Regions from separate parts of the Mus musculus genome. Here region 1 is linked to region 2. A link is a contact called in public promoter capture Hi-C data. All regions are on one chromosome and are shown on one strand. Each heading gives the region's core, a stretch centred on a gene start, on an enhancer-like site or on the middle of the called end of the contact. The rest is flanking DNA. Distances are from core to core; before and after follow the strand shown. Region 1 overlaps Gphn (gephyrin). Region 2 holds the start of Mpp5 (membrane protein, palmitoylated 5 (MAGUK p55 subfamily member 5)).

What was found. Promoter capture Hi-C pulls out the DNA fragments that hold promoters and counts their contacts.
Region 1: a contact with region 2 is called in a promoter capture Hi-C map of hippocampal neurons, with 2.8 times the contacts expected there. The contact joins the enhancer-like site here to the promoter of Mpp5 in region 2. A contact is called at or near these places in 3 of 39 promoter capture datasets (the 3T3-L1 cell line, hippocampal neurons and second pharyngeal arch cranial neural crest) and 3 of 115 datasets of contacts at active chromatin or transcription factors (embryonic midbrain, epiblast stem cells and stem cell-derived neural progenitor cells).

What each region holds. Positions count from the first base shown.
Region 1 is chr12:78,245,129-78,250,930 of GRCm38.p6, forward strand. All of the region lies in intron 1 of Gphn (gephyrin), which reads left to right. Among named protein-coding and RNA genes, the nearest start is that of Gphn, 21 kb to the left of the region's middle. Within about 2 kb of position 4,208, at least 25 of the 459 cell types and tissues checked have an H3K27ac peak or open chromatin away from gene starts, as enhancers often do.
Region 2 is chr12:78,745,444-78,751,790 of GRCm38.p6, forward strand. It overlaps Mpp5 (membrane protein, palmitoylated 5 (MAGUK p55 subfamily member 5)), which reads left to right and starts at 3,504. Exons shown (of 15, transcript NM_019579.3): 1 at 3,504-3,663.

The DNA.
Region 1 (5,802 bases), core at 2,958-5,457, 500 kb before region 2:
TCAAATCTAATAGGTAAAAAACTAAGATGAAATTAAAGTGAGTAATTAATGTTGCACATCTCGTTATCTTTGGGTATTGCTCATCTCCCAAAAGTTAATGTGCTGTAAATTTGATCAGTAGTAGAAACGTTTTGAAAAGTGATGGAACTTTTAAAAGTTGCATCCTGGTGTGAGAGGACTGAATCCTGATTGTTTTTGTGAAAGGAATAATGTTGGTCTTGTAAGTAGATTAGGTATCACAAGAGTAGATCAGTTCCCTTTTCTCTCCTTTCTCCTTTTCTCCCTTTGCCATCTCTCCAGCCCCCAGGTATTTTAAAAAAATGGATACTTAGTTGATCTAGCACCATATTCTTATTTTAAATAAATAAAGTGGTTCCTTCCTCCCTGGGTTATATAGCACACCTGAATCAGGTGCATTTGTTCTCTGTTCCTTCTAGAGTAGATGCTCTGTTTTGTTGGTTTATTTGACTATGTTTGTACCTATTCTCTCTCTCTCTCCCCCCCCTCTCTCTCTGTGTGTGTGTGTGTGTCTGTGTGTGTTGGGGATCAAACTCAAGGTCTTGCAAAAGTTAACATATGCTCTTTTGTGGAGCTAGTTTCTTGTTGCAGGAGAATAAAGTCCAATAAAATGATTTTTCTGCTTCTATTGTGATGAGCTACATGGATTTTGTTCTTAAATCTGAAATGTGGTGAATTACACTGATTGATTTTCAATGCTAAATCAATTTTATACTCCCAAGAAAGGCTTTGTTTGAGTTAAATTTGTTGACATTTTGCTTGGGTTTTATATCTGTTGTGAGAAATATAGGCTTGTAGTTCTCCTTTCTTATAATTTTTTTTAAACATCTACCAGAGTTTGGAATCAAGATTTGTTGGCCCTCAAAATAAAATTGGAAAATCTTTTTTTTCTCATTTTTACTGTTTTTCAAAAGATTGATGAATTTCATGTGTGTATAAAGATATCATTGATTCTGCAATTGTTGATATTAGTGGTCTGTGTCAATAAGGTTGATTTGCTTAATCATGTTGCTCAAATCATTAAATGATTGGTTATTAAAATTATTATCTATGATTGTAGATTTATATATTTTTCCTTAAAATTTTATGTGTTAAAAAAGATTTATTATTTTATGTATGTGAGTACAATGTCTCTGTCTTTGGACACACCAGAAAGAGGGCATTAGATCTCATTACAGATGGTTGTGAGCCACCGTGTGGTTGCTGGGAATTGAACTCAGGACCCCTGGAGGAGCAGTCAATATTCTTAAACACTGAGCTATCTTTCCAACCCCAAATTTTATGTATTTTAAAGTTCTAACTAGGTGTATATAAACAGGATTATTGCAACTTATGATTGAAATTACCTTTTTGCCATATGAAATAACCTTTATTTTTAGTTTTGAAATCTTTCTTGTTTTGAAGTCTCTTTCTATTAATACAAAATGTATATTTTCATTAGTATTTCCATGTTGAATTCTTTTCTTCCTTTTATTTCAATTGATCTGTTTTTGTATTTAAGGCATATTTTCTAGAAATATATAGTTGGGTCTTACTCATATTGTTCAGTTTTTAAAATCTTTGTTTTATTTTCAGTATTTATTCTGTTTACATTTAATATAATTACTGACATAGCTAGGTATAAATCTGTTATCTCACGGTTTAATTTTATTTCATTTGTTCTTTTAAAACCTTTTTCTTCTTTCCTGCTTATTTTTCTAATTCATAAGTTTTCTAAGATTTATTTTCTACATTAGTTTTTCAGTTTACATTCTTCCGTAAGTATAATATTTAGGAATTCTATGTATTTGAAGGAACACTCTTGATTTGTAAGTGTATCTTAAACACTTTACTATTTTCTGAGCAATACTAAACCTTCATTTATTACCTTCTGCCATTTGTATACTTTTGTGTGGGTGTGCATTCAGGTGCCTGTGGAGGCTAGAAGAGGGTATAGAGATAGAGTTTCAGGCAGTTGTTAATTGGTTGATATGGGTGCTAGCAAGTGAACTTTTATAAGATGTAAGATTAAGAAGCACTCTTAACCAATGAGCCATCTCTCCAGGCCCACTATTTTAAAAATTAAAAAAAATGATAATTTAGGTTATGTGTGTAGCTCTCTTGTAATTCCAGAAGCAACATGGATATAAATTGTAAAAGGTTTTGACAAAAGCATCAATACTTTTTATGTTATCCATATATGCCCATCATAATGTACTTCCCTCATTTAAAAAATATTCTCTTAACATCTGGGACTTTTTTTTTTTTGTCCTATAAAATTTCTTTTTCTGGGAATGTTAGTATGCTAGAGGCAGATATTCTCAATTTGTATGTGTGTTTGAAAAAACATTTTATTTGAAGGAAAAAAAACTGGTGCAAAATCCTGGGTTAGCAATTTTAATTGTCAGCACTTCAAATACTTAATTCCTACTTTTTACTGCCATAGTTTCTTTTGAAAGATTAGCTATTAGATTTACTTTTGATCTTTTAAAAAAGTATATAAATTTTGGCTGCTTATAAGATTTCTTTTTTGTTTTGTTTTATTTTGAGTTTATAATGGGGTGACTACGTGGTGCTTAAGCCTGATTTTTCTTTGGACATATCTTTAGGTTTTTGGTGATTTGATGTTTTCCATAAACTTTGAGTTTTTTATATCTTTAAATTTTACTTTTATTTCAGTTTCTCTATTCAACAATGTTAGATGTTTGACTATATTTCACATGCGTCTTTTTCTTTCTACTCTTTTCTATTTTTGATTCAGTTGGGTACTTTATGTTCTTTAACCATACTAATTTTGTCTTATGTTGTGCTAGACTAATATTAATGTATCAAAAATTTAATATTCATCAGTGCAGTTATTAATGTAGCCCAGGATTGCATCAAACTCATCATATAGCCCAGACAGACCTTGAACTTCTGATTTTCCTTCATTAGTCTCCCAAGTTCTGCAGTTACAGTTGGTTGCTATTATATTGCTAAAGCTTAGTTTTTACATTTTTCGTTTTCAGTTTTTGGAAGTCTAGTTCATTTGAAATTAGTGACCCTCCCTTTACTACCTCTGTCCGTCATAAATTTTATTTTTCTGTTTCTATTGACATGTTAATATTTGCTAATTTAAACCCTTGCCCCTAATTCTATTACATAATTTCTGACTTTACTCTGTTTTCTGTCTTTGGTCTAACTATAGGTCATACTTTCTTTTTTCTTCAAACATATTATAGTTTTAAATTTTATATTAAATATTATGTATAGTTGAACTATTTGATTGAGCTGACAATGATATTTTTATCATCTTTTCAGCTGTTTGCCAGGTTGGTGAATGAAACATTGCCCCTTCAGGATACTTAGTACTTGTGTTGTATTTTATTAGGATCATTGGATTGCAGTTTTAGTCAGCTTTAGTTTGTGCCTGGTTGTCTTGTCTCTGTTAGGGTTTTTTTTTTTTTTTTTTTTTTTTTTTTTCCTGGAAAGCTGCCAGATTTTTTCATTACATGGAGAAAGATGGTGAGAGTTTCATTTTTACACTTTGAAAGTTTTGAGATGAGCTTTTTGATCTCCTGCTCGAATTGTCTTATATTCAGGCAAATGTTTATAAGCCACCTGTCTATTTAAGGCTGAGCCTCCTTTCTCTAGCATTTTTTTCCTTCTAGCACTAGAAGTAAGGGAGATATCTCCCTGCTGTGTCTTTCTTTCTGCTAGCTTAGTCTTGTGCCCTCCAACTTTACTTAGAATTCAGCAATTAATTAGTTTACATTTGGACTACTACACTAAAAAGCTGCTCCATTGCTTTCTGTTTTCACCAGTAGAGTCCGTCTTCCCCAGCCAACCTTAATACTCAGTCTATTCTAGAACTTCTAATTCTCCTAAGAAAGAAGATGATGGGTTGTTGTTATTTATAAAAAGGCTCTTATCTCTCTACATCTTAGCTCATCTATTGTATTTTACTTCATAAATATTCTGATATCTTAAAAATGGGACAGAAGCTCATTTTTTTCTAGTTGTTGTCAAGTGTTTATAATTGCTATCCTTAAAGATTAAAGCAGTGAAATCTATTTTTCTGATTATGAAGTAATACACATTGTATTAACTTTTGCCTAGTTTTGCTGTATAACAAATGACCTCAATATTTCAGCAGCCTGCAACAATAGCTTATTCTCCTCTTGCTACATGCTAGCTAAAGCTTGGCATTGGCTCTCCTATTGCTCCACATAGCTTCTGATTCTGAGATCCAGGCTGGGGAACAACTCCTATTTGGGCCATGCTGTTCTTGTAACAGAGGAGGAAAAGAAGAAAATTGGCAAACATACACAGTGGCTTTTAAAACTTCTGCTTGGATATTTGTTTTTATGTTACTGGCCAAAGCACATCAGTAGCTGAAGCCAAAGTTAATGGGGCAAAGATGTTTACTTCTACAGAAATATTCTGTGTTAACATGAGAACCTGTGGAAGTTGTTTTGAATGAAAGTGGACTGAATATTTACAAATTATAATAAAATTTATCAGCTTAATTATTTTTACTTAATATATTTTTATGGTTGCCCACTAAAATGGGTTAACTGGACTTACTGGTCAGACAAAATGCCCACTAGAAGGGTTTAATTATCAATAATATGTAGAAATTTTCTGTTCAGAAGTTACTATTGGATCAGAGTTTCAAAAGGTAATCTCACCTGTAGAGTAAAATGTCCATTATTCTGTATGTTTAAGAAAAGGGTGAGGCCAGCCTGGTCTACAGCATGAGTTCCAGGACAGCCAGGGCTACACAGAGAAACCTTGTCTCGAAAAAACCAAAAAAAAAAAAAAAAAAAAAGAAAAGAAAAAAGAGGGCAAGACATGTCTTGAGAGTCTGGAAATTGGTATACCAATGAAAATCAAATTTACAAGGCATTTTGGTGATGTTGGTGAAGTTACCATAAACAGAATGGGGCACATCTCTCTCTCTCTCTCTCTCTCTCTCTCTCTCTCTCTCTCTCTCTGTGTGTGTGTGTGTGTGGGGGATATGTATATGTGTAGGGATACACATGCACAGGTGCTTATGTGCATGTGTGTCTGATGAGCATAGAGTCCAAAATTTCATCTTGGTTATCTTTCTCCACTACTCTCCATTTTATTTACTGAGACAGAATCTCTTGCTGAACCAAGTTCTCTCTATATTTAGCTAGTTTACTTAGCCAGCTTCCCCACTTCTTGAATGTTATGATTACAAGCAGACCATCATACTTTCCCAACTTGATGGGTGCAGAAGTTTTGAATTCTGGCCCTTATGCTTTGATGACAAGTGTTTTATCTAATTAGCCATCTCTAGCGTGTAAGTCTTGTTTTGAAGTTGGGATAATTAATATTGATTCTACCATCCTTTAATTGTTCCCCAGTCTCTTCAATCATCTCTTTCTCTTATATACATCTTAAATTTTATGGTGCTTCTTTCTCTGTGAAATGCACTCTTAACTCTCTTACATATATCCTGTGTTTTCTTGTGTTACTCTTCTTACACCCCACCTCCACTCTCCTACGCCCACCCTCCACCCCCTAAGAATGTTTATTTGCTCCTTAGTTGTGGTAAACTCCTTGAAAGAACTCTATATTCTTAGCCCCCAATTGCTTATTTCCTATTTGCTCTCAAGTTCAGTACAAAATAGACTTTTGTTTTCTCAATGAAAATACCCTTGATAATGTCACCAGTGAATTTCAAACTGGATTTCTCAATATTCATAATCTCTCTTAATTTAGCAATATTGTTTGCTTCCCTTCCTATCCCTTCTTCCAACAGCTTTTTCATTTGGTTTCTAGAACATAACAATTTAA
Region 2 (6,347 bases), core at 2,254-4,753:
ATAGGGCCTAGTTGGAAGAAGTTGGCCACTGTGCGTTATGACCTTCGAAGAGTATCCCTTGTTCCCAGAGTATCCCTTGCACTCTTTCTCTTGCTCTGCCTCCTCTTGTCATCTGTGACCTGAGCTGCTTTGCCACACTATGTGTTCCTGCTCCCATGAGTATGGGCCACAGAGCAAGAGTGATAAGTATCCATGGACTGAAACCTTGAGCCCAACTAGGCCTTTCTCTGTGTTTCTCGGTTATTATAATACAGTGCTGGAAAATGACTAATGCAGTCTGTTTTTTAATTTTAAATTTAGTTAAAAATTTAATTTATGAAAATGGCATATATTTGTGATGTTTAACATGTTTTCAAATGTGTGTATATTTGAAGAAGGGCCAAACTGATCTAATTAACTTTTCTTAATATGCTTAGTTTTTGTGGTAAGAACCTTAAAATTTACTCTGTTTTTCAAGTATGCCATACATGATTAAGGATAGTCACTATTTTGTGCAACAGAGCTCTTAAACTTATTTCTCCAATCTATCAAATTTTGTAGCCTTTAATAAAAATCTCAACTCCTACCTATTTTCCCATTATTGCGGTATTCTGACTAGTTTATTCTTTGTCCTTGTCCTTACCTCCAATTAGCTAGTAAAGGTCCTCTTGCCATGAACTTTATCTTTCTTTGATTCTTTAATTTCATTTTCCATACTTTTTTTACTGTTTGTATTTACCTTGTCTCTTTATTGTGAATTCCTCCAGGACAGAGTCTATCAGCTGTTTCAACTCCTATAGCACAATGCTATTCTGAATGTTCCCCCAAATTTAAAGCAGCATGGCGTTCTACTACTTTAATACATCGGTGGGTGATATAAGCAGATATCAAGACAAAGAAGGAGGAAGAACGTGTCCTATGGTTGTTCTTCTTCTTACAGTTGGTTTTACAGTTTGGCTTTCTCTATTCATCCGTAATGTTTAGTTACAAATCAGCCAGGGTGACTCAGCAGGTGGACTGCCTTCTGACAAGGACGAACAGTTAGTTCTTCAAACAGGAGGTTTTAAAATAAATTACTGATTACTATTTTATTCCACTTTGGGATGAATGTTATATTGTCTTAACTCCCGTACTACCCATGTTAGACTCCATTTGCAGAAGCTCCCAGTCATAAAATCAGAAACAAAAGCCCTCTTAAGTTACAAATGAGAAAATTTAAGTCCAGGAAGGCTTGTTGCACATCCACATAATAGCACTCTCATCACTTTGCCTGCAGTTTTTATACTTTCTGCTCTTTCAGGTACCCATTTTTGCATACAAGGCCAGTAATTAGTGTGATATTGGGGTTCTGGAAAATGTTCTATTTACCAAAGAATAGGTTTCATATTTGCCACAATCTTCTCTTTTTAAAAATAAAAAGTTTATATTCTATACTTAGGATATAAAATAATAAAAATTTCCTGTACTTTATAAAGGAATCTCCCATATTTCCAGAGTAGCAGCTGCCCCATTGCTTCACACTAATAGTGATTGATCATTTTATCAGAGTGGAGCCTACAAGAGGAAAACCTAAGCAACTGGGGAAGCAAGGCAAGGTAGTTACCCGGCAGGGGTGTTCATTAGGGAAGAAATGTTTTGGAAAGCTGTCTGGATGGGGCTATTGGAAGGTATGAAGAGAAATGCTTTCTAGGAGCCTGGAAAGATAAGTGTTAAGAATGTTTGGTGCTCTTGAGGAGGAAATGGGTTCAGTTCCTAGCACCCAAATGGTGAATTGTAATTGTCTGCAGTCTGAGACTCAGGGAATCCAAAGATCTCTGCCTCACCAAACACCAGGCAATAGGTAACACATACACATAAATGCAGGCAAATATGCATATACACAAAATAAAAAACAAATACATCTTTTAAAAAAGAACACCCTCCCACCCTTTGGCTATATCTGTAAACATCTTTTGTCACTTTTGGAAAGGGAGATGTGCCTGGAATCTAAGGGACAGAAACTATTTTGTCAAACACATTATCATGCACAGAACAGTCCTCACAACAAGAGTAAGCTAGCTTTATGTCAACATTTCCAAAAAGGGGGTGGGGTGGGGGAACCACTTTTTAAAAAAGGAACTAGAGTACTTGTTACCTAATGTCTTATGCATTAAAAAAAAAAAAGGTAGAAAGGAATGTCAACACTCACTAACCTTTTGTGTGTGGCTAACAGTGTCTAGGAATTCTGGAGACAGTCCACTTGCAGTTCACAAATTCTCACTTCTTTGTGAAGATGAACTAAGCAGACAGTTCAGTTACATATATTTGGAAGTTGTCCGTCTGTACTCAAAGTCCACTGAGGTATGTTTGACAGAAGGAAAGAGGTCTTTAGTGGTATGTAAAAAAGTCCTGTCCTTGGCTCTGCCTTACTAACACCAATAAACAACGTTAAGTACTTAATAAAATGTCAGTAAGATTTGAATTTGATGATCCAGGAAGAGAAGGATTTCGCCCTCCCCCCACCCCCCAAAAAAAGTTGTGCTTACTTCAGAGGGCATAGTATTCCTTGGGGACACTAACAACCCATAAGAGGAAAAAGGTAGGTAGGAGCCTGGGTATATTGGGAATGGTGCTTAAAAACCACGGTGGGAGGAAATAAAGACATGATTAATTGCATATACGAAGGCACAGAGGGACAGTTGTCTACGACATGTGCCCCTGAGAAAACTCAACAGGCTGAAGCAATGGATTTAGGTCCAGCAGAAGAGGTTTCTACATAGAACATATTTCTGTTTGCTCCAAATCCAGTTCCTCGCGCACACTTTCATAGCACTTTCCGTGCCCACCCTTCCCAGATGGTGGCATAGGTGTGTCCTGACAGCATGGACTCGCGCTGGGACTAGCCTAAGTAACTCCCAATCCTCTCCGGAGAATTCTGTGACAACTGTGGCCTTTGACATCCTTCCTGGTTTTCAGAAAGGAGTCGTCTGTGGAATCAGGGAATTGTGTGGAACTTTATACACAACCAGGTGTTGGCGTCACGGTTGTTTTGAGCATTAGCATTTTTGATGTGCCTGACAGGACAACAGGGGTCTCTTCCAAGGGAATCGGATTTTTCTCAGGAGATGACCGCTTCCCAGGCCCCGTCGAGCCTTAGCGGCTTCCGAGTCCGTCTCAGGGAAGCACGGCGACCCCACACAGAGGCGAGGAGGTGGGCTGAGGCAGCGAAGCGACTCAGCGGTTAGAACGAACGCTTCGCAGTTCGAGGCGGGTGAGTGCGCGCGGCCGAGCCCCCGGGAGGCGGGGGGGGGGAAGAGCGGACCAATCAGCGGGCCCTCTCCCCACGCGCGCTCAGGATTGGACGATCCGTTCCAGCCTCTCTCCGGGCCGTGGGCGGGCCGCGCCAGGAACGGCCTGGGATAGGCGCGCCCGCTGCGCCAGCGTCCCAGGGGCGCGTGCGCGGTCTCGCGTCAGCCGCGGGGGCCGGTCTCGCGCGGCCTCGAGGAGGAGTTGCTGGCGACGGCGGCGACGGAGGAGGCTGGCGGTGAGGAGGGGGCGGGGACTGGAGACTCCGAGGTGGGAGGAATCGGGAGTTTCTGGATTCTTTATCCAGTGTTTTGAGGGCCGCCAGACGGAGGGCTGTTGCTTGGGCTGCGTTGAGGAGCGAGGGAGGGAGAGAGGATCGGCGGCCGCCGGGGCTTGGAGGTAAGGGGCGGACCCGCAGCGCCCGGGCTGTGGCGATCTTAATCAACAGGTTCCCGGGAGCGCGGCGGGGGAGGGGCGGCGGGGCTCGCACCCCCTCCCAGACCCGCCGCACCGCCAGGGTTCCCTGGGGAGAGCCCCAGGCTGAGCCGGGCGCCGCGGTGGCAGCCCAACCTTTGTCCCTCGGAGGGACGCTCCCCGCGCGATGCCGGTTGGTTCCCTGGGCCGGGGGGTGGGGGTGGGGGGGACGCACCTTGGCGCGGTGGCGGGCCACCCCGCCGGACTTGCCGGGGGCACGGCAGGGAGTCGTCTCGCTGCGCCCAGGCCCGGAGTTCGCGAGTCTCTGGGACTCTTCCCTCACCCCACCCCTGGCCGGATCGGGGAACCAGCCTGGGAAACACTTTCCCGTGGAAGACGGAATGCAGCCAGCGTTCCGGTGCCTGAGTCAGCCCCTGGTGTTCTGCTACTCATTGCGTTCTGCGGATAAACAGTTCCTGCTTCCTTGTGACCACTGCTAAAGAGTAGTGCGTTCTCAGAACTTAGACGGAGATTGTCCGGTGAACTTTGAAGCCTGTAAATGCTTGGTAGAGCTACTTTCAATGAATGCCGCTCGGAACGATCCTTATTGTAAATTACGTAACTGACTAAGGATAGCTCTCTCCTTCTGTCCAGCTGACTGACACACAGTAATGTGTGTGGAATTTAGATTCGGCCGAAAAGTTTTCCATGACACTTTACTCTAAAATGAATGCAGCACCTACGAGGGTTTTTACTTAGTGTGTTGTGTCTAATTTAGAGTTTCAAGAGTTTAAATTCTGAAAGCCAGTGTAGCAAGAATTCTAAAGTTTTGATTTAGCGGATAAGGTGGAAGGTATTTCTGGTTTTAATAAGGCACTGTAATGTTTTAATGATACTATTCTAATTATCCTTTTAAATTATGCCAGAAATTAATAACTTGTTAACTTTTGCAACAGTAACAAATTATGTGGTGTGCTGGTGTCTTTGAAGTATAGGTATTGGTGGGAATGAACACTATCCTTTCTTGACGAGCTGTTTCTATAGTATTTCTGTGGACACGATTTCTTGTTTTAAAGATCATTCTAAACTGTAATAGCAGGCTTACATTAAAATTTAAAGAGCTTTATAAGTAAAAAAGACAAAGATATCAAAAGAGATTCATAATCTTTTTTTTTGGGGGGGGGGCGTCGAGAAAGGGTTTCTCTGTATAGCCCTGGCTGTCCTGGAACTCACTTTGTAGACCAGGCTGGCCTCGAACTCAGAAATCCGCCTGCCTCTGCCTCCTGAGTGCTGGGACTAAAGGTGTGCGCCACCACACCCAGCGTTTCATAATCTTTTAAAAATTGAGTAAATTTGCCACGAATGACTAAAAGTCATCACCTTGAATTTGACAAATAATGGTGGACTCCTTAGTGATTTTATACACACACACACACACACACACATACACATATATAAATATAATGTTAAAATAGATGAGAGACTTAATATAATTCTACCTAAGGGTCATCCAAAGTGGTACAGTGACTTAGCTATGCATGTCGACTTCGGAATTGTAATTTTTTTGAAAAAAGATTTTATTTATATGTTCATGGGGGTGGGATATTGACACATATATGCATGTGCCAGTGGCAGCTGAAGGCATTGAATTCCCCTAGAACTAGAGTTACAGGCTCTCGGGGACCACCCATTGTGGGTGCTGGGAGCTTAACTTGGTTCCTCAGCAAGAGCTCTTTAATGCTGAGCCCTCCATCTAGGCTACTGTATTGTGGTCTGATTAAAAAGCTCAGACTCACTACCTATAGTCCCCTACCTATGTAAACAAAAGCCAAATCTGCTTTCTGTCATGTCATGTCTAAAATACTTCTGTTCTTTGTTTAAGATACTGTGTAGACCAGAGTTCTGAGCCACTGTTTGGTGTTCTCTTCTGTTGAGGTTTCTCCTGTAATGTGTGCACAGCATGCATTAATAAACTCACATAATTGAGAATAACCTCCTTGAAGTCCTTTGATGGATCTTGTATGTTAATCACAAACAAACTACCTTCATATTAACATTTACACTCAAATTGGACTGGTGAGCACTGTAGTCTTACAAAGTTAACACACATTTAAATGTCACAATCATCAGACTTTCAAAAAATTTAAGATGACAATATTTAGCATATTCTTTTAACTTTTCCACAGGTAAAATTCATGCTTTCTTTTCATATGTTACCGTGTACAATATTTTGGAAATGTTTTGGGAAAAAATTGTTCTGACTTACGTATATTAATGTGACCTATTAATTCTCTGATGTTTTGCTGATTTTGGAGTGTTTATTATACACTTAGTAAATTACAGGATCATTAAGTTGGAAGTCATCTTATGTATGTACAGAACATTTTTAGGTCTCAGGGACAAGTTAGGGTTGTAGAAGAGGTGATGAGTGTGAAGTAAATACTTCACACTTGTTTTGGTATTCTACTTTTAGTGGTGTTCTCATTGCACGTGACTGCCCACTTCTCCTCCCTAGCATCTTGCTTGGTATGTAGCCCAAGCAGACCTACACCTGGTAATGTAACTAGACTGGCCCCAAACTCCTCATTCTCTTGCCTTAGACTCCAAAGTACTGGCATTGCAGGCATGTGCCACCACGCCCAGCTCTTTACTAATTGTTAATTAAATCA